Regions from separate parts of the Mus musculus genome. Here all the other regions are linked to region 1. Evidence: chromatin contacts called from public Hi-C data. All regions are on one chromosome and are shown on one strand. The core of a region is the stretch at or near the end of the contact, and the rest is flanking DNA. Distances in the headings are between cores, read along the strand shown.

Region 1 (6,074 bases), core at 1,158-3,657:
AAGTGATATCTTATTGTTTTGCTTTGCACTGCTTGAAGACATATGACATGCATGTTTCTATTTGCTTATTTGCTTTTGGTTTTCCTTTTCAATGAGGTGACTGTTAAGCTCTTTGCCCACCTTTTAAATTCTGTTGCTTGTTTGAGTTGAAGATATAATTTTATATCTTATATAAGTATATATTATTAGATCTGTCTGCTGTAAATATTTCCTAGTTTTCTATGGCTTGTCTTACCATTATTTTTTTCAGTATTTTTCACATACAAAGAAAAAAATGGTGATTTTAATGTTCAGTCTATGAATTTGTTCTTTCTTGGATCACATTGTTAGTGTTTTCCTTAAGGATTTATTCCTGAAGTTTTGGAGTCCTAGAGTGTTGCATTATATAGGTACTTTTACCCATAATTCCCAGCATTTTGGGTTGTTCCATTGTGTTGCCGTCTTAGTTTGTTAGCGATTAGTTGACTAGGTTTATGTGGATCTGTTTCCAGCTTCTCTACTCTTTTACACCATTGATATTTTATTTTTTTATTTACTTTTTCTAGATCCACACTGTGTTGATTATATTATAGCTTTATGATAAACATGGAATTATCAGAGCAGCCAGGGGCAAGAAGATGTATGCTGTAGGCTGACCTCAAACTTAGTATGTTGCTAAGGATAACCATAACTTCTGCTCCATCTGCTTCCATTTCCTCTAAACACGGGATTTTAAGGCTAACACCCTGTGTCCAGTTTTAGGAAACGCTGGGGACTGAATCCAGGCCTTCGTGCATGCTAGGCAAGCACTCTGCCAACTGATCTATATATTCCTCCACCCAGCATGGTAAAATTATTTTGGTTATGTAAAGGAATACATTTTGAATTTTGTAGTAAGTTAAGCCATATAAAAGGATAGTTTTGCAGATAATATATTTAAGGTCATTGGTATCAAAATATAGCATTAGAATAAGTCAAGTGCACCCTCTTACCTTTCATTTTATGTGTGTGAATTCCTTTGGAAAAATCTACTCTTTAAAAATTTTTAAATGTATACAATTTATATAGTCAAACTGTATAAACAACATTAAGGAAGATGGGCATCTACACAGATACAATACTCAGATATATAGATAAATAGATAGATAGATAGTTAGTTAGTTTGGTTTATCAGGAGTTGTTTTGAAAAAAAAAAGAGACTTCCAACCAGTTCTATTTTCTGATGTTCATCATCCCAAAGCTGAAAATATATCACCACTTTAGAAAAGGCACCTGGGAGTTAGCAAAGGCTATGAGGAGCATGTGGTGGGACCAGTAATATAACCAGCACTATTTTCCTGGAGCTAGTGCATGTGAAAATTTGGTTAAAGGTATAGTATAAAGAGTTTCATTTTTTTCTTTCAAGGAAGGTTTATTTAAAAGCACCAGTTTTAGTTTTTACTTCTAATAAAAGATGAAAGGTTATTTACTGTAGTTTCCGATCCATATTGTATAGAACTTTGTCTTGCTTGAATGGTAACTCCTAATAGGTTTATTTCTCTGGTATACTATGTATTAAATGCATTGCACCTGTTAATACAGACTGCATTGCATTGTGTAGCTGGATGCTTCAAACAAGAAACCAGTCTGCTTTCTTCTAGGGTACTAGCCTATTAGCAAGTTAATTAAACTTAATTCTGTTTTTGTCTTATAGTTTTGTTTATGGTCTTGGTTTATTTACTGAACAGTGATTTCTTCTTTGCAGTTACCAGTTTTGCCTGAGATCAGTTTTCCTATTGTATGGAGTCTGTTTCTTACAGTCTCCTTTAAGACAGCTCTGACTTTAAAATCATTACTAAGCTTTTGTCAGAGCAGATTTGTTGACATTTTTCTCACATTCAAAAAATAAATTTGAAAGATTGCACAAATAAGCTATGTAATTCCTTATTTCCTGCTAATATGCAAAAATGTATTTATGATAATTACACACGTACTGTGTGCCAGAGCTGAAACAATACATTCCTCATAATGGAGCATAAATAAAGAAGGTGGAGCCAGCTGCTCTTAAACTGTTTCTTTGCAAGCAGTAATGCTATAGAGAATATACCTTTTCCCTCTGTTAGTCTGGCAATGCTGAACCTGTTGCTGCATTAGACGAGTTGCGTTTTCCTGGGTAGGGGAAGGAGGGCTGTCTGCTGTCTGGTAGGAGGGCTTTGTCTGTGCCTTTCTCTCTCTCTCTTTCTGTTTTTCTTTCTCTCTCTCCTTCTCTTTCTCTCTCACTGGCTTGCTTGCTCTGTCTCTGTCTTTCTCTCTCTCTCTCTGCCCCCCTTCCCCTCCCTCTCTCTTGCTCTCTCTCTCTCTCTTCCCGTCTCTGTGGTTTGTAAGGTAGGTTGCAGTGTGTGTATATACACAACATCAAGAGCAGGAAAATGGACTCATTAGGGAGGCAGGCAGTCATTACCACTCACACTGTACTTCCAGGGAGACACCGATTATGAGAAGAGAAACTCAGCGCTGGGGAAGAAGGTAGGGGCAGACAACTTTCATAAAAACAACCCTGCCTCCTCAGTCCCCTTGCATTTATCATCTTATTTACTCCACAGTGCTTTTAGGCTTTCTTTCCTGAATTTTAATTTCTGTATCTAAATTTGACAGAGCTAATGCTAGTTTGAATTTTGGAACATCTATAGGAGGCCTACCCTGTACTAATTTTCTTAATTATTTAAGGGTGTGACCTTGTGATTCAGTTTTATTAGTTTAAAAATAATTACAAACAAACCTATTTTTCTTACTAAAGTAATGAGTAAATCAGAATCGTTCACTCTTTTAAAACAAACTCCTCCGTATGTTTGTCTCTTTGCTTTTCTCGTCTGTTTATGCAATTCCATCTGTCTGTCTATATATCATGTTGTCCTTATTTATTGCTAACTGGATTTTGTTAGTTATTTGCCAGTGAGTTTTAGCTGCAGTGCCAGTGTGGGTACTACCAAAATGAGACTCTTGTTCTTTGTTTTACATTGAAGTTTAAAGTCCATATTTACAGTATAGATCCTTTAAGCAGGTTGCATACTTTATGCTAGCATGTTTATTTGATGACATTGGACATAAGGTGAAGGGTAGCCCCTCAGGGTGGGCAAGAATCAAGGAACTATTTTTTTTTGCTACTACACATGTAGAAATAGTGCATCAGGGGGTTATAGTTTCAAAGAAATTGTGGCTATTTTCTAACTTTTTATTTTATAGATAGATTGTTGCATTTATATGGGTATTACTGTGGTTAGTAAGAGTATAAACTTTCTTAACAAGAAGTTTTTATCCTGGGATAGTTTCCTTTTAGTATGTTAGTGCTTGTTTATGCTTAGGGAGGGAGGAGTGGAGGCTGGCCTTTTTACATTTTTTTTTTTTTTAACAAAGTGGAAGCTATGGAGTGTATCAGGCCATTTTGTGCAACAACTGTAAGTATTCCCTTAACATATTTGAGTCCATAAATAATGTATTTGTTATTGCAAATATGTATTTGAGGTTTTTTTTTATTTCTTTTTTCTTTTCATGGTGGGAAAAAAGCTATGCTTGAAACCAGCTTGCATTGTTGAGGAATTTTCTAGAATAGTGCTTTTTCAAAATTTCAAGGAGTAGTTAAATAAGGTGGATGTGAAGTATACTTTTAGATGGACTTCTATTTAGGTTTGTGCAAAAGCAGAACTTTTATTCATCTGATAAAAATTAAGTCAGACAGAGAGGAACATAAATGTTTTCAGAATATACACGAGCAGTGATAGGAAATGAATGCAGATCTGAGGAGATGTTTGATAATAACAATCACCTTTTTGTAATACATTATTTATTTACTATAAGTAGCAGACTTTCCCCTGTTAATTCCATTAGGCCTCTCTGACAACACAAAGAAGTCCAGAAAGCAATATTCTTAACCCACCTGGGACTCGAGAGCAGACTCCACAACACACTCTCAAGGTTCAAGCCTAGTAAAGCGTTTATTCAAATCCATTATTAGGGGAGGGCGGTGAACTTTTGCTACTAAAAGTCTTCTTTACCGCTTCTTTAAAAAAAAAATATACTTAGACTTTTAATTTAGTTTTTTTTTTTTTCTCCACTGTCTTTTCAGCTGGAAAGGCCAGCCCTGACCAAGAGCATACAGACCTGAAGTACATTCAGTCAGGCCCTTTCAGAGATTGTTTTTTTTTTTTTTTTTTTTTAATCAAAGGTCCATGGAAAGTTTGAAGGAGGCTTTAGGAAACGTGTATTAACACTGTGCATAGTTGGTGTTGTGAACAGAATTTTTCCCATTTCAGACTGTGATCCAAAAAGTTGTTTCAGAACTAATAGGTCAGAAGTGTGTCTGTGTCGTACACCTGTTATTTTTGGTATTATCTCTTGAAGAATTATCTAAGATGCTCTTTTAGATAAAAGAAATCTTTCACAGACTGTTTGATCAATCATCTTTTGTGCATATGTATTTTGTGGAAATAGTGTGAATTTATGTATATAATTCATGTTTATATGGATCCAAAAATCATAGATGCATTGCTGATAGAATTTTAAATATTTCACATTGTGTTTTTACATTAACCATAAGTAAACACCAAATGCTTAACTCCAAAAGAGAATGGAAATTTTTTTACCTCCCAGAAAGGATAAAAGGAAGGAAAATTTTAGTCATTTCTGTGGTGGTTTTAATTTTTAGAATGTGTTTTCTTTTGCATTATAATTCTTGGTTGGCCTTCAGTAAATCGAAAATATTTTTAGGATGAAAAATACTCTTGCCCTTTTCTGGGAGGAACTGTCACAATCTAAATGCTGCAGGACACTGTAAAATGTGCATAAGTAAACTTAAAGCCAGTGCCCTCTGCTGCCTAGGGATTTGGAAGGCTGAAAGGCTTGCGTCACAGGAGGGCTATAGAGTGCCAGAAAAATTCATTAACCAGTCTTACTGGTTATGGGGGGCTCATCTTCCTGTTTAAGTCCCGAAGCCCTGGTCAGGTCATAGTGTGTTTCATTTTAATGTTAGAGCAGACAGTTATCTAACACACCCACATGAGGAAGTGCTCTAAAGCAGTTATTTCATGCTTTGCCATGCCCTGTAGCTAAAACAATTTGGTATTGAGTGACGTGTGTGTGCTTTTTAACTCCTATCCGATGAAAATCAGCTTTGGCTCTTTGAAAAGCACCCAAACAGTGGAATGCCAAACAGTATGATTCAAATGCTAAGCACATGCCAGCTTAAACTTTCTCAATTTTTTTTTAACTGAAGGGCAAATCAGTATGATTATTTTTAATAGAAAGACTATGTATGATTTCCTGGATCTTACTCAGTAGGGTTTCAAAAATTGCAGATCCTTTTCCTTCATAGTTTTTTCCCTGCAGAAGCCTATATTCATCAAAAGGAAAGCAGCTGCATACTTTCTCCCTGAAATGTTAACAAATAAATGGCATTCCTGTTTATTTATCTATTTTTGAATTTTAATGATTAGTCCTTGTGCTAATTAACAAATTCCTGTATTCATAAAATCTGGCACTATATAAATAACCAATTGTGTGATTATCTACACATGTTCTGGCTTTCTATAAATATAGAAATTATTGGTGGATGTGTCCACGGACTTGCCCAACCCTGAGGTGTGGCTGGTCATGCTGTCACATAGGAAGCCAAATTTAGGCCCTGAGCAACATGTTGCTCCGAGGTCTGGCAAGGTATGTGGAAGCAGCATCTGGCCCCTGTGCTCACTGTGATCTTTTCTGGCAAAGGGAGGTCTGCTGTTGACATTCTTTGAATGCTGCTGGTTCCAGCCTTCTTCATTTGTAAGCATGGCTCTTGAGAGTAGCTGTTGATAATGGGCATTCGAGCTGCCCCACCTTGACCTACTTAAAAATACACAAATTATGGTTTTTAGTAGAAAATGTGCTTTATTTACAACTACTAAAGAAGCCCATCCTAACTTTCTTAACTAGTAAGGACCTAAGCTGTACTGAAGAGACAAATCTGACTATTTTCAGTTATTTGGCTCTATAAAATACAAATTTTAGAAATTTGGTATCATAAAGAAACAGGCTGTCCTACTGTAGTGGACACACTGTCAATTGTGCAAGGTAGACTTGTA
Region 2 (6,074 bases), core at 1,078-3,577, 430 kb after region 1:
AGATCACAGGAAGGAACATTTTCCTCCCTCATTACTAGTCCTTCCTTTCCGCCTTCTTTTCTTTCCTTCCTTCCTTGTTTTCTCCCTCCACCCTCCCCCACCTCCCCCCTACACACACACACACACACACACACACACACACACACACTGATCTAGGAATCCTTTTCTAGGCAAGGACATTTCCATGAACTTTCCTACTGCTGAGACATAGATTGCTAAAGTGCGTTGGAGACAGAGTAGCAGAGGTATTGGCTCTTTGCTAGCACATTTCCTACAATGTGATCATTCTACTTAGCTTTAGGCCACAAACCAAGCATGTCACACAAACCTAGTCTGGGTTTCTTGGGAAGTTCTCCCTGTTGCTTTTCATAGTTTAGATAATCCACATGAACAGTACTGAGTAAATCAGTTGCCCTTAGACAATGGCAGAAGCATAAATGGCTTTCAGGAAAGAGAGGCCCAAATCAATCAATCTCAATCTCTCCCTCTCCCTCCCCCTCTCTCCCCCTCCCCCTCTCTTCCCCCTCTCCCCCTCTCTCCCTCTCTCCCTCTCTCCCCCTCTCTCCCTATCTCCCCTTCCCCCTCTCTCCCCCTCCCCCTCTCTTCCCCCTCTCTCCCTCTCTCCCTCTCTCCCTCTCTCCCCCTCTCTCCCTCTCTCCCCTTCCCCCTCTCTCCCCCTCTCCCCCTCTCTCCCCCTCTTCCCCTTGCCTCCTCGCCCCCTCTCCTCTCTCCCCCTCTCCCTCTCGTTTTCCCACCTCTCTCCTCCTATTATTTTATGTATTCCCATGTTTTTCCTCCAAAATTCTCTTGCAGTTAAGTAGAAAGACCCCCTTCCCTCCATCGTCTCTCATCCTATATATTATATATGTCCTTGTTTTCTCTAAAATTGTCTCTATCCTATGCAGTTAGATAGAGGAAACCACTGAAGTCACTCTTCTCCCTGTTCTCTTCAGGATGCAAGGTTTGATTTTAAGTTGTATAGCTGTGTTGTTGTGCTGATTCGAACCTATTTTTTTTTTGAAAGGGCTATTATCCAAAGGGTGGTTGTAAAGCAATATTATGGAAGGTCACTTGGCATTTTTTTTTCTTGAGTCTGTTTTTCTAAAACCAGGCAATTACTCTATCATTTAATAAACCTTGCCTCAGAGTTCACTTGAAAGAAAGCTCATAAGATTTAAAGGGGAAAAAAAATCCCTAAAAATAAAAGTTAGGCTAGGCTAGGCCAGGGTGGGAAATTCCATTGTGGCTAGAAGCCCATGGCAGGTAGAGTGGAATTTAATGAAGGAAACTGCTGTGTTTTTGTGTCTTTCTGTATGTTTTTCCTTTAAAACCAAGAGCTGGGCAGGCATCCCATTCGACCTGACGTGACCCAAGCAAATTGCTTCTTATATAAAAACAACTGCAGACTTTGAGAATGTGAAAATGCACTGTATCCTTCTCCAACTGAGAGAAACGAAAGCCTGAGAAACAGGACGGCCCTGTCAATACTCATGGAGCAGAGCTATCACTCAAGCCTGATAAAGGAGATTAGAACAGGCTCCGGTGCCAGAGGGATACACACAAGTCGGGTTCTTTCGTTCTTTCTTTCTTTTCTGTTTTTTATTTTCTTAAATAAGAAAGGGCAGTGGATGGAAAACATTTTTTAGAGACAAGTTTTCTGTATAAGAAGGTAGTAATGTGCACAGTATCTTAAAGCTTTTGTGTGGAACTGGGTTTTAAATTTTGTTTTAAACTAGTATTTTACAAGAAGACAAAGAGAAGTGTTTCCCTTTTCCACCAGTCTTAGGCAAGCACCGAAGAGGAGTTCCGGGTGTGCCCACTGATACTGCATTCAGACGTGTTGCCTTGGCTTGTGTACTGACAGATTTATTTAAAAACCAAAGTTTAAAAAATGCATTGTGTGCTCGTGAAGTCTCTTCATAAATCTTTTCCTTTATGAATTATTTTGATCACAAAGCTGCTTGTTTAAATCGCTGAAGGACTATTCTCCATAAAAGAGAATGCCTTCATTTTCAAACCTTCAGTTCAGAAGCCAGCAACTTCCCCTGAACAGCATGCAGGGATCCAGAGGCTAGAGGAGAGGGGGCCGCAGATGTCCAGACTCTGACATAAGTCATAATTCAATTCAGAGTTGCTGCGGCTCACATGTTTTTAAAATTTGGACCTAGAGTCCATCCTTTAGTAATGGATGATTCAGTTTGAAATGGTGATTCTGTTTCTGGAAAAAAACAAACAAACAGGGAACACAGCCTTTGATGCAGCTGGGCTGTCAGAGGGCGGAAGGTTGGAATTAAAGTACTCTTCAAGCTGTTGCTGAATAATGAAGGGTAGGGCTTCCTCGTTGGGCAGTTACCACATTTCCCTTGGGAGTTCAGAGAACAAATATTACCTAATGTGTACAAAGACTTTAAAAATTAAGTTGATTACAAGCTGGCTTAAGATTGGATAAAGCAGTAAGAACTAAGGTCCACCAGAAGGATCAGAGAGTAAAGATCACTACCAGTAGTCACAGGCTGCAACGGACTCTCGGGACTTCTCACGGCTAAAGGGTTAAGGATCAACAGGAAGTAGTCAGTTTCTTAAAATGGCTAGCCTTTGTAAAACCATAACAAAGGAAGAACCTTCTACATAGAACATGTACGTACACCGATGAGCTGGACAGTAGTTAGCTATGAGTTTGGGGAAATTCTTGCCTAACTAAAACATAGAGTGCATGAAAGACCTCATCTCATAGTGCATTTGGTCACCATCCATCACCTGCAATATTGTTGAGAAATAAAGGCAAATAATTAACAATCCGTCTGTTACAGTGATTTGCTGGCGTGATAGGCCTGGTATAATAGTAGGTGGTTTACAGGCCAAAACTAGAAGAGATTAAACTGAAACAGAGTTCTAAAGGGCAGGAGAGATGGCCAAAATTGGACAAGGAGTTTCAGGTTCACTGATTTGAGAAATATTTTTGCTCACTCATTGCTGCAGTCTTTGATCTCCATTTTGCTGCCTCTTAATAAAATGACCAAGAATATGAGAAGAATCAACAGCAAGATCAATATGAGACCAGGGGGGGATATTAACTGGAGATATTAGAATTAGAATTGGTGGTATATGCCTAGACATCTTTCATCTCAGAACAGGTAGATTCAGGAAATGCTTGTAACTTGACTCTGAAGCCTGGAAACTTTCCCTAGTGCCTTGTATTTTTGTTTCTGTGAAATGGGATTCCGACCAAATAGTTCATTTAGTTTATTAATTGTTTATTAACAAACACTTGCTTAGAATGAGGCTGAAAGATCAACGAGGATGGAGAGACTCATTTTTGTACTGTGTGGCCAGCCTGTGTCACATGCCACCAATCTCCCAAGCAAATAAGTTCTTTAAGGTAGTTTTCTTTACTCGTAAGCCTAATTTCATTTGGACATAGTAATTGACTATATTTAGAAAGTAGGACACATGCCATTGTAACTCAGGTGCCATCCCCGGGCAGATGGTCTTAGATGCTCTAACAAAAATGGCTGCTCAAGCCATGAGTAGCACTCTTCCATGGGCCATGCTTCAGTTCTTGCATCCATATTCCTGTCCTGACTTCCTTCCATAGTGGACTAGTATGTGGAAGTCTCCCAAGTTGCTTATGGTCATGCTGTCTTCTTTTTTTTTTTTCCCACCCCCCCCCCATGCTGTCTTCTTACAACAAAGAAACATAAGACAACTGGAAAGATGAAAATGTGGTAAATTGATACACAAAATAGGATACCAATAAGCAAAGAAACCCAAAATAGAGTATATACACAACATTCTTGATGGATATCATAATCGTGTACAAAAGAAACCAGAACGTAAGAGAAAAAACTATCATGTTTACAAAGGTGTCTTGGTCTGGATTTTTTTGCTGTGAAGAAAAACCATGACCAAGGCAACTCTTAAAGAAAAACTTTTCTTTGGGGCTGATTAAAGTTTCAAAGGTTTAGTTCGTTACTATCATGGTAGGACTCATGGCAACATCAAGGTAGCCATGGTGCTTTAGAACCTAAGAATTCTACTTCTTGATCTGAAGACAGCAGAAGAAGAATGTGTTCCATACTGGGTGGACCTTGTACATAAGAGACCTCAAAATCCACCTTTACAGTGATGTACTTCCTCCAATTAGGCCACACTTCCTAGTAGTGCCACTCTCTATGGGCCAAGCATTCAGACACATGAGTCTATGGGGACAAACCTATTCAAACCACCACAAAAGTCAAATTTAATCTATGGTGAAAAAAACGTACCTCTTAGAATGATGGTTGTGTGCTAATCATTTATCAGAATCCTTATTATGTTTTTAAATTGTTAGTTCAGAATACAAAAGCAAAAGTAACAAGATTACATCAGAGTGGAAGCTTCTATAGACCAGTTATCCAATACTGGGTGTATAGTTATCCAATACTGGGTGTATAGTTATCCAATACTGGGTGTATAGTTATCCAATACTGGGTGTATAGCCAAAGAAGGCAAAGCTGCCATGCTGACCAGACATAAGTAAGCACTGCCATGTTCATTTCAGCATACTTGACAGTAGCCAAGACGTGCCAACAACATAATGTCAAACAGCCGAGGAATGGGTTAAAAAATACAGTACAGTTATACAAGAATATTTTTCAGTTCTAAAAGAATGGAGTCCTGTCAGTGGTGATAGCATGGAAAGAATGTGAAGACAGATAATACATAAATGAAATCAGCCGTTCAGAGAAAAACAAGGACTTCATGATCTCATTCATATGGCATTTAAAGATGCTGATCTAGAAATTAAGAGTGGCTACCTGAGAGTCAGAGTAGATGGGAGGAGATGGAACCAGTTTAGTCAACATATTCCTCATTTACAGGTAGAATACATTATGAGGGTCTGGTAAAACAGTGCAAAGATGAGCATTGCAAACTATTTAAAATTAGAAGAAATGATATTGAATATTTTGGCATGATGAATTAATACATTTCTGAGAAATAATGTTTATCCTGAATTGGCATATATCCAAACATCACATGGTATTCCATAAACATAGGTAATTTTTATGTATCAGTGAAATGTTAAGTCTGCTGCATACAGTTTTTACCCTGTGTTTTTTTTTTATTTGACAAATGCAGATTTAACTGTGATCAATTCTCATCTATAGTGCTTCAACCAAACTGTGTCCCTAGACAGTGTGTTAATTAACCTTCAAATCTATGTTAAACACCTTTTTCTGACTTCAAGAGATGTACTAGAACATAAATTGTCAGGATTCAGAAATCCAATATTGATAAGAGAAGGAACCAATATCAATACAGGCTTAGCAGTGTTGCTACACAGTTATGTTTTCTATGATGCCACTCTACCCTCTCTTCTGAGTGAGGCTGCTCCTCTAACTATGCTACCTGTCCTAGTAACTGGGGTGGAGGACTAGTCCACATCTACTGTCTGTGTGAGTACAATTTATAAGGTTAATAGCAAACTATTGTTTAAGAACATCAAAAATGTCTGGAATTTAAAAATTATTTTCCTTCTTTCTTCTATCCGAAGAATGTTTTTATTTATTCTGTTTTTTTTTTCTATATTTTTAAATAGTCAGAGCCAAAAAGAGAATAATTGAATATTCAAAGCTGATAACAGGCAAGATTTCAGTTCCTCTCCACATGTAAGCTTCCCTCTTCTCTATGCTTAACTCTGAGGCTGGCGCTCTTGGAGCATGATTTCGAAAACTGAGAAATCTCCTTTACCTAAAACACACAGTCTGTGTTAGCTTATTCAATATGATTGCATCTTATCTGATTTTACTTCTTGATATTCAGCTCCCAACTAACATTACCCAAATCTGGCTGTAATAGGAGTCTTTCTTTCACTCATCGTGAATATTTATTAAAGCACTTAATACCTGAATTATGAAATGCAGACACAAGCACATTAACCTGGCTGAGTTATTTCCTTTCTTCCTTTTTTTAAAAACACATATTTTAGCTCTGTCTATCAACGCCAGATGGCAACTACATTTTGATACACTGCATATTTACTAAGTCATGTGGTATGCTTTCAAGTATTTTTTATAGCCCTTCTATCAAATGAG
Region 3 (6,074 bases), core at 2,010-4,509, 400 kb after region 1:
CTCTATTTGTTGCTGTTGGCAGTAGTGACAGTAATGTTTCAAGTGCCTTAGCCAGTGACTTAGCTGTCCAACAAGAATTACTTAAGTTGTGCCTGATACACAGAGCAGCTTTATAACTATTTTCTGTGTTTTGGTAAAACAGAAAGTAGATTCCTTATAATGCAATTTTTATATAATTGGTTATATAACCTGTAACCAAGTTATTCTTCTGAACATACACAGGAATTTATTCTGAATACCCTAATTTTCAAATAATACTTTTAAACTGAAAAACTAAAACCCATAAAGGGAGTCAATATTTGTAGGGAATCAAAAACAGTTGTAGACATCTGGTCATGGAAGAAGCAGAAGGAAAAATCTAACATCTTCTTCCCTCCTTCAGTCAGATACCTTCGCTTTCTAGCTTGGTGGGTTTTCACACTGAACCACAGGTACGCAGGATTGCATTTTAAAGTTCACTTTACTGAAAGCAAGTCTGCTCAGCCCTTCCTGTCAGCTGTGACCACAGCACGTGGAAACATCTAGGCTATATGTACTTTTTCATTTACAGTGCAGGACTCAAGTAGAGGCAAGGCTGGCAAACTTCAACTTGCTCCAGCTGGGCCATGCAAAGCAGAAGAGTTTTAATTTTTTTCTGATATTTGTTAAGTCCTGCACAACCCTTACAACTCCATTTCTCTTTTCATTGTTCAATACATTCTAATTTTTGAACAAGGTCCTCAGTCACAGACAGCTTTCCAGACAGAAACACTTACCTGCTTGTGCCTTGTATGAAGTAGCAGCTTCATAAATATTTGTTTTGGTATGCTGGGGAGACTCACTGGCCGTCCCAGAACACTGTCCAGGCAAGTGTACACCATGCAAAGAAAGGGACAGAAGAAACTGGAAATGGAGCGTCTCAGATCTAGCAATGGAGACATCATCCTCTTTAATATGGAAGAGCTTATTGTCTACTATTACTCTGTGTTGCTGCTGTGATCTAACCAACCGAGCTACCTTGGATAGTTGCTCTCATTCTTTATAAAAACTTCAAATCTCAGAAGTCAGTTTTACATCTTTCCTAGAGATTCTTTTCAGTGGTGATTGCTCCAGAGGCTCATTTTAAAAACATAGTTTTTGGCAAGCCACCTGAATGATCTTCATTAAATTTCATATGCATGTGGGTGAGATATTGGCTCTCAAATACACATCTCTTGAGCTCTACCACAGACTTCCTTGAATTTGGGCTTTTCTTATATTCTCTGGATAATTAATTTTGTTTTCATTCATATATGTAGAACCTTTCCTATAAAATGACTCTGTCATGTACAGTTTCATTATTTGTGGCATGGTAAACTTCAGGCCTTTCTGAGTCATGTTTGGAGTAATTTAGTTATATTTGATCTTCTATAGATTGTCATTGTGGTGCTGGTATTGAAGGTTGGGTGACTACCAGGAAAGCCACTTGTAGCTTCTGTATTCTTAAGGTAATTAATAAGAAATACAATGTAGAAATATTAATAGGTGTGTACTATCGGACTAGCAGTTTCTAAACTGTAGATTATCTAACAATTGGAGCTTGTTTGTTCCACATTTGAAAATATTTTAATGTTAATTTTTATTTCAATCTATTATTTTGTGACATAGCATAAAAGTTTTAAAGGTTTCAGTTCACATTTGTGCTTCTCTTACCTAGCTTGGAATATAAAACCATACATTAATTTGTAGTCAAAAAGGATAGTATAAGTCGGGCGGTAGTGGCGGATGCCTTTACTACCCGTACTTAGGAGGCAGAGGCAGGCAGATTTCTGAGTTCCAGGCCAGCCTGGTCTACAGAGTGAGTTCCAGGACAGCCAGGGCTACCCAGAGAAACCCTGTCTCGAACAAAAAACAACAACAACAACAACAAAACAAACAGAGAAGGACAGTCCAGCCAGTACTCTGATGAAGTGTCATGAAAGCTGGCGTACACTGTCCATTGCTTGCTTTGCCATCACTGTCACAAGACTGAACATCCCGAACATGGTTAGCAAACAGCCCAAAGCAAGGAGAGACCAGTTTGCTTATATTTATAAAATGTTTAATGAAAAGTACAGTAAAATTCAAACAGAACTACAAATCCTTGTAGTGACCAAAAGTTTGATTATTTTTTAAGCAGATCACAATAATTAACTATGAAACTGAACTTTCTCTACACAGAGTGTATTGTATAAAGGGTTAGCAGATCATTTATTACTGGCTGCATCTGGTTAGTGATCATCAAGTTAAATATTCAGGCACTCACCAAGTCACCAGTCAGTAGGGTCTAATTGTGATTTCATTCCCAAAGGAACCGTCTTTTACTTTCTACGATCAAGCCAGGGTCCCAGGGGAGGGACAAGTGTATTCTTTTCTGTGATTAGCATATTGTCATATATTAGGTGAAACACATACCAAGACTTATGGTATCCTTTTCCATTTCAGACTCTTTTATCATCAGCAATTGAATATTTCACACAACTTGCTGGCTGGTAAGTAAGATTTCATTGTCTCTCAATTGCAGGCCAGAATTTTGAAGTCCAAAGAAATAAAGTGTATTCATATCAAGTTTAGCAACTCCAGACAAACAAGAAGTAAATCTAGGGGCTGTAGTGAATTTACCACCACAAGATTAAATTTGAACAGAATGTATTTTGATACTGATAAGATATAAAAGAATAAGAATCAATATCACAATATTGGTAAACATTTTGAATGACTTTAGTAGACATGGGGGGAAAAACTAAAGGACTTGTTTGGAGGTCTTTCTGGAAATAAATTTTTCTATAGAGACAGAAACAGAATAAGGTGAAGATAGCGCCTGATGCTCCCTGTGGAGAATGCAGTCATTTTGACATTAGGAAAACACACAGGAAGTCTTTCAAACATACTTTTTGTCTCTTTGAATTTCTGGTTTATATTATATAATCTTTTGTAAATCTGAAATGTATTTGCCTCTTTTGAATCTTAAAAACAGACATAGCCACACTTGCATATATCCCCAAGAAGAAAAGGGAGCGGCCTGTGGAGCTACAGATAAACATGTCTGTTACTGGAAATTAATAGTGCCAAGATAATGCAAACACAGGTTTAGAGTTTGGCTGCTTGTCTTCTGGTGAGACTATGTGAAGTTTCTAGAAGGGTAGTGTAGCATTGTGTCCTTGAACAGTCTTGGTAGTAGGTGCCTGGAGGAGAGCAAGGCAGGATGGGAAGGTAGGAGACAGCCAGAAAGAGCTGAGTTTGCTAGAGGCTGGCAGGCTGTAAACTGTAATGACAAATGTGCTCCAGAGGGAGGGGGAGGGAAGGAACACCTCGCTTGGCTTCTGGCTCTCTTCTGCCTGGCACTCTAGTCCTGTTTAGTCATAAACAGCAGAGTCATCCAAACCTTTAAAGTTACACTCTTGACTGCACTTCATATGAATGTGCAGTAAATGAAGAAAATCATCTCTTAGGGTGAGACAGAGCTTTCTGTGGGGAATTTCCATGCTCCCTGCACATGATCCATAGTTGTCACCGTTACTGTTTCTAATTCTGTCACCACTCTATCTCTGTCCCTGAGCGTGTCCTGCTTGCCACCGAAGGCCATGGCTTTAGGACTGTTATTCTTTCTCCCGTCCCCAGCCCCGACTCCCTGCTTTACTTGTTTTGCTACCCAAGGTAAACCTGCTCTGAGTGGGAGCCCAGAGGCACAATGAACAGGCCTACTTGGTAACTTTAACTTGTTCTCTCTTAGCATTACTCACAAAATGATATCAGCACAGAAAAGCCACAATTCCACACTATGGCTGACTTGCAAAAGAAGCAGATTCCTCCCCAGTGTTTTCTGTTTCTGTGATCAGATGAAGTATAAGTTGATGGGCTTGGCCTTTGGGTGTATCCGCTTTCAGGCACGAAGATACAGGGCGGAGGGAAGGAGTGGGCAGTGCTGTGTGCTTGCATTTCTCTGTTTTAGTACATGGAAACCTTCTAGAGGAGGGAGCACATCTTGTCTAGTAATGAACAATTATTTATTTCATTTAAAAATGATACTTGTTCATTAAAAATAATTTGGAAAAATACATAGGAGTAAAATGAAGAAAAATTAAAATAATTATATCTATAATTTAAATCTAACCATTAATACCTATTTGATACATTTTCTAACTCTCATTTTCTTCTGAGGACATAGTTTTCGAATATGCTGTGCTTGGAATTCCTCTGTAATTTTTTTGTTCCTTTTTTAAAAATTTAACTTAAGAATTTTTCATTTAGTTACAAAGTCTTTATAGACATTCTAAATAAATAAATTCTATTCCTATAATCAAAATGCCCACAAAAGCATTATATTTTACTTTTTCCATTTCTATAGTCCCTTGCATATGAACAATGTGTGAATCAGTCTGTAAATAATGGATAAATGATTGAAAGTTCAAATGAAGTATATATTTTAAGATGATTTTTCAAAATTTTCAAATCCATGAATGTAGGCAGATTACGGTAATGAACTCCTGTGCATTCATCATCTGGCTCATTCACTGCTTAACCTGTGGCCTGTCAGTTTCCCACTGTATTGCCTTGTTATTTTGAAAAACTCAGATATCATGACAGTTAATTAATTAGCCAATATTTCTGGTTCATTAGGATGCTTTTACATGTTGATGTTTTTAAAAGTTTCAGAAAAGCAATTCTCATCATTATATGGAACACTGTTTCTCTTCTTCGTGTCTTGGCCTCATGTCTTCTCATATGTAGCAACTGACTGGAAATATCTCAGCAGCTTGTGCCATAGCACCCTCAGGCACATGTGCTAGCCAAAGGACAGTGGGGTTGGAGAAGAGACCACTCTAACGTTAGATAGGCTTCTGAGACAAACGGTTTTCTTTGGGATCTTTTTGCTTAACTCAATTTTAGGATGATAACTTGCACAGCAGACTTATACAGTATCACTTATCTTTATCATTGAACATATCAATGTATTATATGCAATTGTTCATCTGAAGTAAAAGAAAAAGTTCATCCTCCGACCACGTAGAACTCTAAACTGCTTTAAGCCATTACTATATAGAGCAAAGCAAAGTACTTAAACCTAACTTAGTGCTCCGTTCAAATGTGTATAGATTTTAAGGCTTTTTTGATAACAGGAAAGCACCTGGTAGTTACATGGGACTCTTAAATCTGAAAAGGGGAACATTATATAATTTTATACATACAGCTTTATATCCAAGGAGAGGAAATAATCCGCTGCACATCACTGCCTGTGTTTATTACTCTGGTTGTCCCAAGGTCTCCAGAGAAACATCTACAAGCCACTTTTCCATAGATAGAACACAAGTTTCACAAAAGAGCTCTATACATTCTGAATGATGTGTTGAATTGGGATTTGTGTACAGTACCTGTTTGCAAGTTTTCCTTTCTTACTTACTAAATTTTAAGCCAGAGACTGTTCAGTGGTGATGTGTTAGCCAACAGGTGTTTTGAACTCATCAGATATTCAGGATGTGAGCAAGTACACACTGCATCCATAGAAACTGAATTTATGTGTTACTTTGGCCTGTTTAATCTTTGGTGCAGTTTCCATTGGCCTCGAAAGTGAGTGGCTGGAATATTGATGTGCCTAACCCTTCGAGAAGATATAAAAAATTTCTCCACCACACTAAATCTCTAGAAAAAATATGATGGCTTACAGAATGGACACATACAAAATATTTTCAGCCAAAGCTGGTAGGAAAAGCACACGGGGAAAAAAGAAAGTAATAACACAAGCAATAAACTATCCAATCAAACAGAGCATCTGTAGAAACTGCTCCTGTGCATGTGTAAACAATACAAATTCTTTTCCTGTTTCTATCTCTTCTCTTTCCATCTGTCTTCTGAACATTTATTTTCCTCTACTATGGTTTGACATCACCACCATTAAAATATCAGCTAAAGAGCTGAAGTGTGCCCTGGTGCCATGGAATTCAGGCAGGTATGACAAAGCAGTAACAAGCAATTGTACTATTTTAAAGTTGCAAAGTATCCATATCTTATAGCAACTCACTTTCCTGTCGTTATTTTAACATGGATACTAACAGCACCTTATGGTCATTTATTTACAT
Region 4 (6,074 bases), core at 1,388-3,887, 320 kb before region 1:
TGGCGTGGATGTGGAGAAAGAGGAACACTCCTCCATTGTTGGTGGGATTGCAGGCTTGTACAACCACTCTGGAAATCAGTCTGGCGGTTCCTCAGAAAATTGGGCATAGTACTACCCGAGGATCCAGCAATACCTCTCCTGGGCATATATCCAGAAGATGCCCCAACTGGTAAGAAGGACACATGCTCCACTATGTTCATAGCAGTCTTATTTATAATAGCCAGAAACTGGAAAGAACCCAGATGCCCCTCAACAGAGGAATGGATACAGAAAATGTGGTACATCTACACAATGGAGTACTACTCAGCTATTAAAAAGAATGAATTTATGAAATTCCTAGCCAAATGGATGGACCTGGAGGGCATCATCCTGAGTGAGGTAACACATTCACAAAGGAACTCACACAATATGTACTCACTGATAAGTGGATATTAGCCCCAAACCTAGGATACCTAAGATATAAGATACAATTTGCTAAACAAATGAAACTCAAGAAGAATGAAGACTGAAGTGTGGACACTATGCCCCTCCTTAGGATTGGGAACAAAACACCCATGGAAGGAGTTACAGAGACAAAGTTTGGAGCTGAGATGAAAGGATGGACCATGTAGAGACTGCCATATCCAGGGATCCACCCCATAATCAGCATCCAAACGCTGACACCATTGCATACACTAGCAAGATTTTATTGAAAGGACCCAGATGTAGCTGTCTCTTGTGAGACTATGCCGGGGCCTAGCAAACACAGAAGTGGATGCTCACAGTCAGCTAATGGATGGATCACAGGGCTCCCAATGGAGGAGCTAGAGAAAGTACCCAAGGAGCTAAAGGGATCTGCAACCCTATGGGTGGAACAACATTATGAACTAACCAGTACCCCAGAGCTCTTGACTCTAGCTGCATATGTATCAAAAGATGGCCTAGTCGGCCATCACTGGAAAGAGAGGCCCATTGGACACGCAAACTTTATATGCCCCAGTACAGGGGAACGCCAGGGCCAAAAAGGGGGAGTGGGTGGGTAGGGGAGTGGGGGTGGGTGGGTATGGGGGACTTTTGGTATAGCATTGGAAATGTAAATGAGCTAAATACCTAATAAAAAATGGAAAAAAAAAAGAATAAAGACATTTAAAAAAAAAGGAAGTAAGAGACAAGGAGCTTGCCTTTAGATGGTATGTTCTGTCCCCAGCCATTTCATTCTCTCTCTGTCTCTCTGTGTGTCTCTGTCTCTGTCTCTGTCTCTCTCTCCTTTCTCTCCCTTTCAGGAAAACCAAGGCATTAGCATCCTCCTCCACCTCATGCTCCCACTGCCATAAAATTCTCCCTCACAAAAAGCCCATCATTATGATATGTATTGGGGAGGGGGGAGGGAATATGCTAATGAGCACAAGTGTCCACGGAGATATTACAGAGGAACATTGAGCCTATGCTGACCATGCTGACCACGGACTAAGAGTTCTGAACCCATCGAACCAAATAAGTCTCTCTTCCTTCACATTGGTTTTCAGAGGTATTTTATCTCAGAAACACAAAGCTCACATACAGAATTAGTTCTGACAAGTAGAGTTACTACTGTGACTTTAAGCAGACCACGTGATTCAGAAGCTTTTAGGATTGGCTTGCAGTAACAGTCTAGAAAAGAGAAGCTGGTTGGAGAAGAGCAGACAATAACACATGTGGAACTTAATGAGTGACTCTTGTTGGACATCAAAAGCATACAATGCTAACAAAAAACAGACAACAAGGACTGCACTCATGATGTTTCAGACAGAAATTAAGATTCTAGTGCAATTTATCTGTGGGTCATGTATGTCACATTCTGGCAAGAATCTCATACATATATATATATGAGATATATAAATATAGATATATAGCTATCCAGACTGGGAAGCAAACCTCGAGAAGAGGTAAGAATAAATACCTAGTATAGATTATCTTAATTAATTTGAATCAGACTTCAGGAAATTTAATGTCATGTAGCTCACTGTCAGCATATTTAAAACAAGTATAACTTGGGAAAAGGTCCAATTTCAGGTGCACAATAAAGCCTAAGGTGTGACTATATGGAACTCTTTTACAGACTACATGTGACCATGAGTGTGGTTTCTATAGCTAAAAGATCCAGAATGTAGTGTGGTCTTTAACTGATAACATAGAATTCATCAGGTCATATATGTGACATATGACATTTACTCTAAGGATGGGTAAAGGTCTAGGGATGGAAGAATCTGGGATAGTCATTCTGGGGAATTTGGGTGAGGTCTCCCTCTATAGAAAGAGCCAGGTACAAAAAGCTGAGCAGAAAGGTTGGAAACACTTAGCACTTTGCCCAGAAGAAAGACTCATGTAAAGTTTGGATTGAGGAAGCCACGGCTGCTGAAGAGGTCAGCACTACTAAAGAAGTCAAACACATGGCATTAAGACAACAGGAGAAGTGACTTAAGGGCATCTTTAGAATCTACCAGACTCCAAAAATAACAGGCTTTAGAGTATGGAAGAGTAAATTGTCTTAAAAAATTTCCCACTGGGGGTACCTCCAGGATAGTCTGCTTACAAAGGGCAGTACAGAAATGTTCCTCCATCCTGGCTCCCCAGAGACACAAATGTGTAGACCAAAAGAATTGAGTGACTCATTACTCATGCTGCCAGCAGACCTCAGTGTCATCCACATGACACACATACATGGAATGCAGGCATATAGAAAGGAAAAGATAGGACATCATGGAGGCAATTAAACACTCAGATTTCAAAGGAAGGCTTGGGAGCCTGAGCTATGTGTAGCAGTTAGGAGTCCTTTCAGGGACCACCTGAAACTATGTGATATGTGAAGATATGAGAATGAAGTTGAAGTCCCAGGGGAGGTCCTTGGGAAGTAACAGGACAGGATCACGGGAAATTTGTGCAGGAGGACTGTAATCAGCAATCAATGCAAGTCAAGGAGAGAAGATGGGCTGACTGAAGGTGGCAAAGCCATAAGTGTGGGGCTTTCCCATACTTATGACGCTCATACCACATGACCACATGTACTGGATGCCAGGTATGAAGGTACTAGACTTAATATTTCTTTGTTGGGCTTCAGTCATCTTTTGATTCAATTTTTCTTGCTACTTTCCTATTCCTTTCTTTAGTCTGTAGTTGTATTTGGGGTAAATAAAGTTTTGGAGTGTGTGTGTGTGTGTGTGTGTGTGTGTGTGTGTGTGTGTGTAGAGGCTCATAGCTACAAGTCTCCCTTGAATCTCAGAGGAGCCTTTGAACTTGGACTTTTGAGCATGGCTAGAACTGATGAGACCAGATTCTTTTGGTCATGAAACAGACATGAGCCTTTGGAGGTCAGGGTAGAACATTATGAAACATCTCCAAAGGTTCATAGGTTGAATGAAGGCTTGCTAACAGCTGGTGACACTAATCATTAATGATTGAATTGGTTGTGTGCTTATCCATTCATTGATAAGTTCATTGATAAGTTCAGAGCTAAAGGTGATATTAGAAGATGGGACCAAACTGGAGGAAGTCTGCTCTTTGGAGCATGCCTTTAAGGATATATCTCTCCTGAGCCTCTCTCTTCTTCTCCCATCTCCTTTCCTTTTGTTCCCATGAGGTAATCAGCTGTCGTTACCACTGCTCCTGCTGCCATGAAATTATGTTGCCATAGGCCCATAGCAATGGAGGACAAAAACCTCTGAAGCCTTGAAGCCAGGATAAATTTCCTCCTTTAAATTGATTTCTTAATCTCAAAAAAGACTTTATTTTTACTTTCAACTCTCTATATAAGTGTGAGTATATATGTGGGGTACAGATGAGGCAGTTGGATCCCTGAGGGGTTAGAGTTAAGAGCAGTTGTGAGCTTCCCCATATGAGTGCTGGGAACTGAAATTGGCTGGTCTGCAGAAGTGATCTTGACCTTGTACATGCTGAGCCCTGCTTACGCCAATTTCTTATTGGTTATTTTTCATAGCAGGCAAAACTGGACTACCACAGGCATGCCCATTAAGACTAGTGCTGGAAACCTGGGAATAGGCCCTGGGGTACACAGAGTCAAAGAAATCATTTGAGAGGTGAGAGCCATGGCCCTGAAGAGAATGAGAAAACAAAACAAAACAAACAAACAAACAAAAAAGGTGTAGAAATAAAAAACTGGCAAGCAATGATCTAATCTAAGGAGGAGGAATCAGTACTCCAAAGGGAAAACACAGGAGTAATAAGGAGTAGGGTAGTGACTTTCTTATAAAAATCGAGAAAGATGAAACCTCATAATGAAATGAAAGGAAATTAAGGTTATCAAATGCAATCTGGAGATGTGCAAGGCTATGAGACTCACTGCCTAACAATGGAGGGAATCTTGATTACAGCTTACAGCAGAATGAATGTAAACACATGCATACACAAGGCCAAAGGGGCTGGACAGCAGACATGGAAGTAGGAAGTAGGTCACATATGCTTCACACGGCACTAGAAGTATAGGAACTAAGGTTTCTTTTTTTTTTTTTAAGATTTATTTATTATTATATGTAAGTACACTGTAGCTGTCTTTAGACACACCAGAAGAGGGCATCAAATCTCATTACGGATGGTTGTGAACCATTTGTCTACAGCCATACCATCCTGAATGTGCCCCATCTTGTCTGATCTCAGAATGAATGTTTCTTTACTGCCTTCTTTTTCCCATCACTATGTAGGATGCATTTGGGATTTACTTTGCTCTCCTTACCAACACTGTGGGAAGTGTTACTCTTTTCCATTGAAAATGAAAGTCCAAGGTAGGAGGAGATTAAACAATTGGCTATGGGGCTAGGTAGGAAGCTAACAATATAAAATCTAAGGTGCAGGGAGTTTAAACAAGTTGCATTGAGGCCAAAGATGTGTCAATATTCTGAGTCAGGAGTCTAGGATTGGTTTTAGCAGACAGGAAGAAAAATACCTCCTACTCAAAGACTGAAATAAAGGAAGAGGGGATGGTAAAATATATATTCAAGGTGAAGATGTCTGCTGAAAGAGGTTGGTTGGTTGGGAAGACAGAGTAAAGACAGATACAGGACAGGCAAGAACCTAGAGATTCTAAAATGGCGTGTGGACCATCCACCATGCATTGTTAGGGTCAAAGGACAGAGGCCTGTGAAAAGTTGAAGAATATGATGGAGATGAAGAAAAATGAATGAGAATGAAATCCAAATAAGGCAAGAATCAGAACTGGAACCTGGGTACAAAGAGTCTAAGTACATAGCCATGCCAGAATAAGACAAGAGTTGAAGTAATTCAAGTCCAACATTGAAGACCAAGGTACTAATTACAGAAACCCTCAATCACATGGATGGCAAAATCTTGCAAAAGACTAAATCACAAGAAATACAATTAACCTTCCCCCCCTCCCCCAAAAAAATCTCAAGGAAAAGGAACGATAATTATAGGCCACTTTCATAAGTAGAAAGGTTCACAGCTCTACTGCCGTGGATTTATAATTATGAAGAAAAAAATAGCATAATCAAACTGAAGTACCCTCATGAAGATGGTACCATGGGAGAGTGGACTGCATGTGATCACAGGAAAGCAAAGGGAAAAAAAAAGATGACACCTTTTCTGGTCCTGAAAGAGAAGGCTTGTTTTCACTGGAAACTTGGGAGGGAAGATGGTGTCCAGGAAGACATTCCAGACCACTCATGGAGTCTCCCAAGGAAGGACTGAAGACAAAAGGAGATTGAGTCCCATTCAAAGGATGGTTGTGCGTCAGGCATAGACAGAACACAGGAGGGATCTGCAGAGGTCACGGCTGAATCAAATAAGGAGGCCGATGCTCTTTTAGGAGGAAGATTTGCATGCAGGGTTGCGTTCAGCTACGAAATGAGAGGAGCAGGTACAGGAGACACACAAGAGGGGCCGCTTAAGCAACCGAGTATGGAAAGTGCCAAGCAAATAGTGATTTATGTAGGCAATTGCAGAACAAAATAGCCTCTGTGTTCTAATAAAAGAGTAAGGGAACAGGACAAGGAAGGAACGCTGCTTCATTAGCCTGCCTCTCCATCGAATTTATTCTACTAGTAAGAATTCCCATCTTCTGCTGAAAGAAGAAAGTGTGTGTGTGT

What was found. Hi-C and Micro-C count contacts between places; a contact is called where the count stands out from the background.
Region 2: a Hi-C map of uterus shows a contact between it and region 1, with 5 times the contacts expected there. The contact joins the enhancer-like site here to the promoter of Zbtb20 in region 1. A contact is called at or near these places in 2 of 484 Hi-C or Micro-C datasets (liver and uterus) and 1 of 115 datasets of contacts at active chromatin or transcription factors (stem cell-derived neural progenitor cells).
Region 3: a Hi-C map of uterus shows a contact between it and region 1, with 2.3 times the contacts expected there. The contact joins the enhancer-like site here to the promoter of Zbtb20 in region 1. A contact is called at or near these places in 4 of 484 Hi-C or Micro-C datasets (cerebral cortex, muscle stem cells, nephron progenitors and 1 more) and 1 of 115 datasets of contacts at active chromatin or transcription factors (kidney).
Region 4: a Hi-C map of the N1E-115 cell line shows a contact between it and region 1, with 4 times the contacts expected there. The contact joins the enhancer-like site here to the promoter of Zbtb20 in region 1. A contact is called at or near these places in 2 of 484 Hi-C or Micro-C datasets (the N1E-115 cell line and uterus), 2 of 115 datasets of contacts at active chromatin or transcription factors (differentiating embryonic stem cells and embryonic stem cells) and 1 of 9 other capture datasets (adipose tissue).

What each region holds. Positions count from the first base shown.
Region 1 is chr16:42,905,238-42,911,311 of GRCm38.p6, forward strand. It overlaps Zbtb20 (zinc finger and BTB domain containing 20), which reads left to right and starts at 2,408. Exons shown (of 11, transcript NM_001285805.1): 1 at 2,408-2,484. The region is part of intron 1 of Gm19522 (predicted gene, 19522); the gene reads right to left.
Region 2 is chr16:43,333,199-43,339,272 of GRCm38.p6, forward strand. All of the region lies in intron 4 of Zbtb20 (zinc finger and BTB domain containing 20), which reads left to right. Among named protein-coding and RNA genes, the nearest start is that of Gm9968, 27 kb to the right of the region's middle. Within about 2 kb of position 2,328, at least 106 of the 459 cell types and tissues checked have an H3K27ac peak or open chromatin away from gene starts, as enhancers often do. A contact at or near this core is called in liver and uterus, where this site is marked.
Region 3 is chr16:43,300,127-43,306,200 of GRCm38.p6, forward strand. It overlaps Zbtb20 (zinc finger and BTB domain containing 20), which reads left to right. Exons shown (of 11, transcript NM_001285805.1): 4 at 2,443-2,489. Among named protein-coding and RNA genes, the nearest start is that of Gm9968, 61 kb to the right of the region's middle. Within about 2 kb of position 3,260, at least 77 of the 459 cell types and tissues checked have an H3K27ac peak or open chromatin away from gene starts, as enhancers often do. A contact at or near this core is called in kidney, muscle stem cells and uterus, where this site is marked.
Region 4 is chr16:42,583,739-42,589,812 of GRCm38.p6, forward strand. No RefSeq gene overlaps it. Among named protein-coding and RNA genes, the nearest start is that of Gm29960, 66 kb to the right of the region's middle. Within about 2 kb of position 2,638, at least 31 of the 459 cell types and tissues checked have an H3K27ac peak or open chromatin away from gene starts, as enhancers often do. A contact at or near this core is called in the N1E-115 cell line, where this site is marked.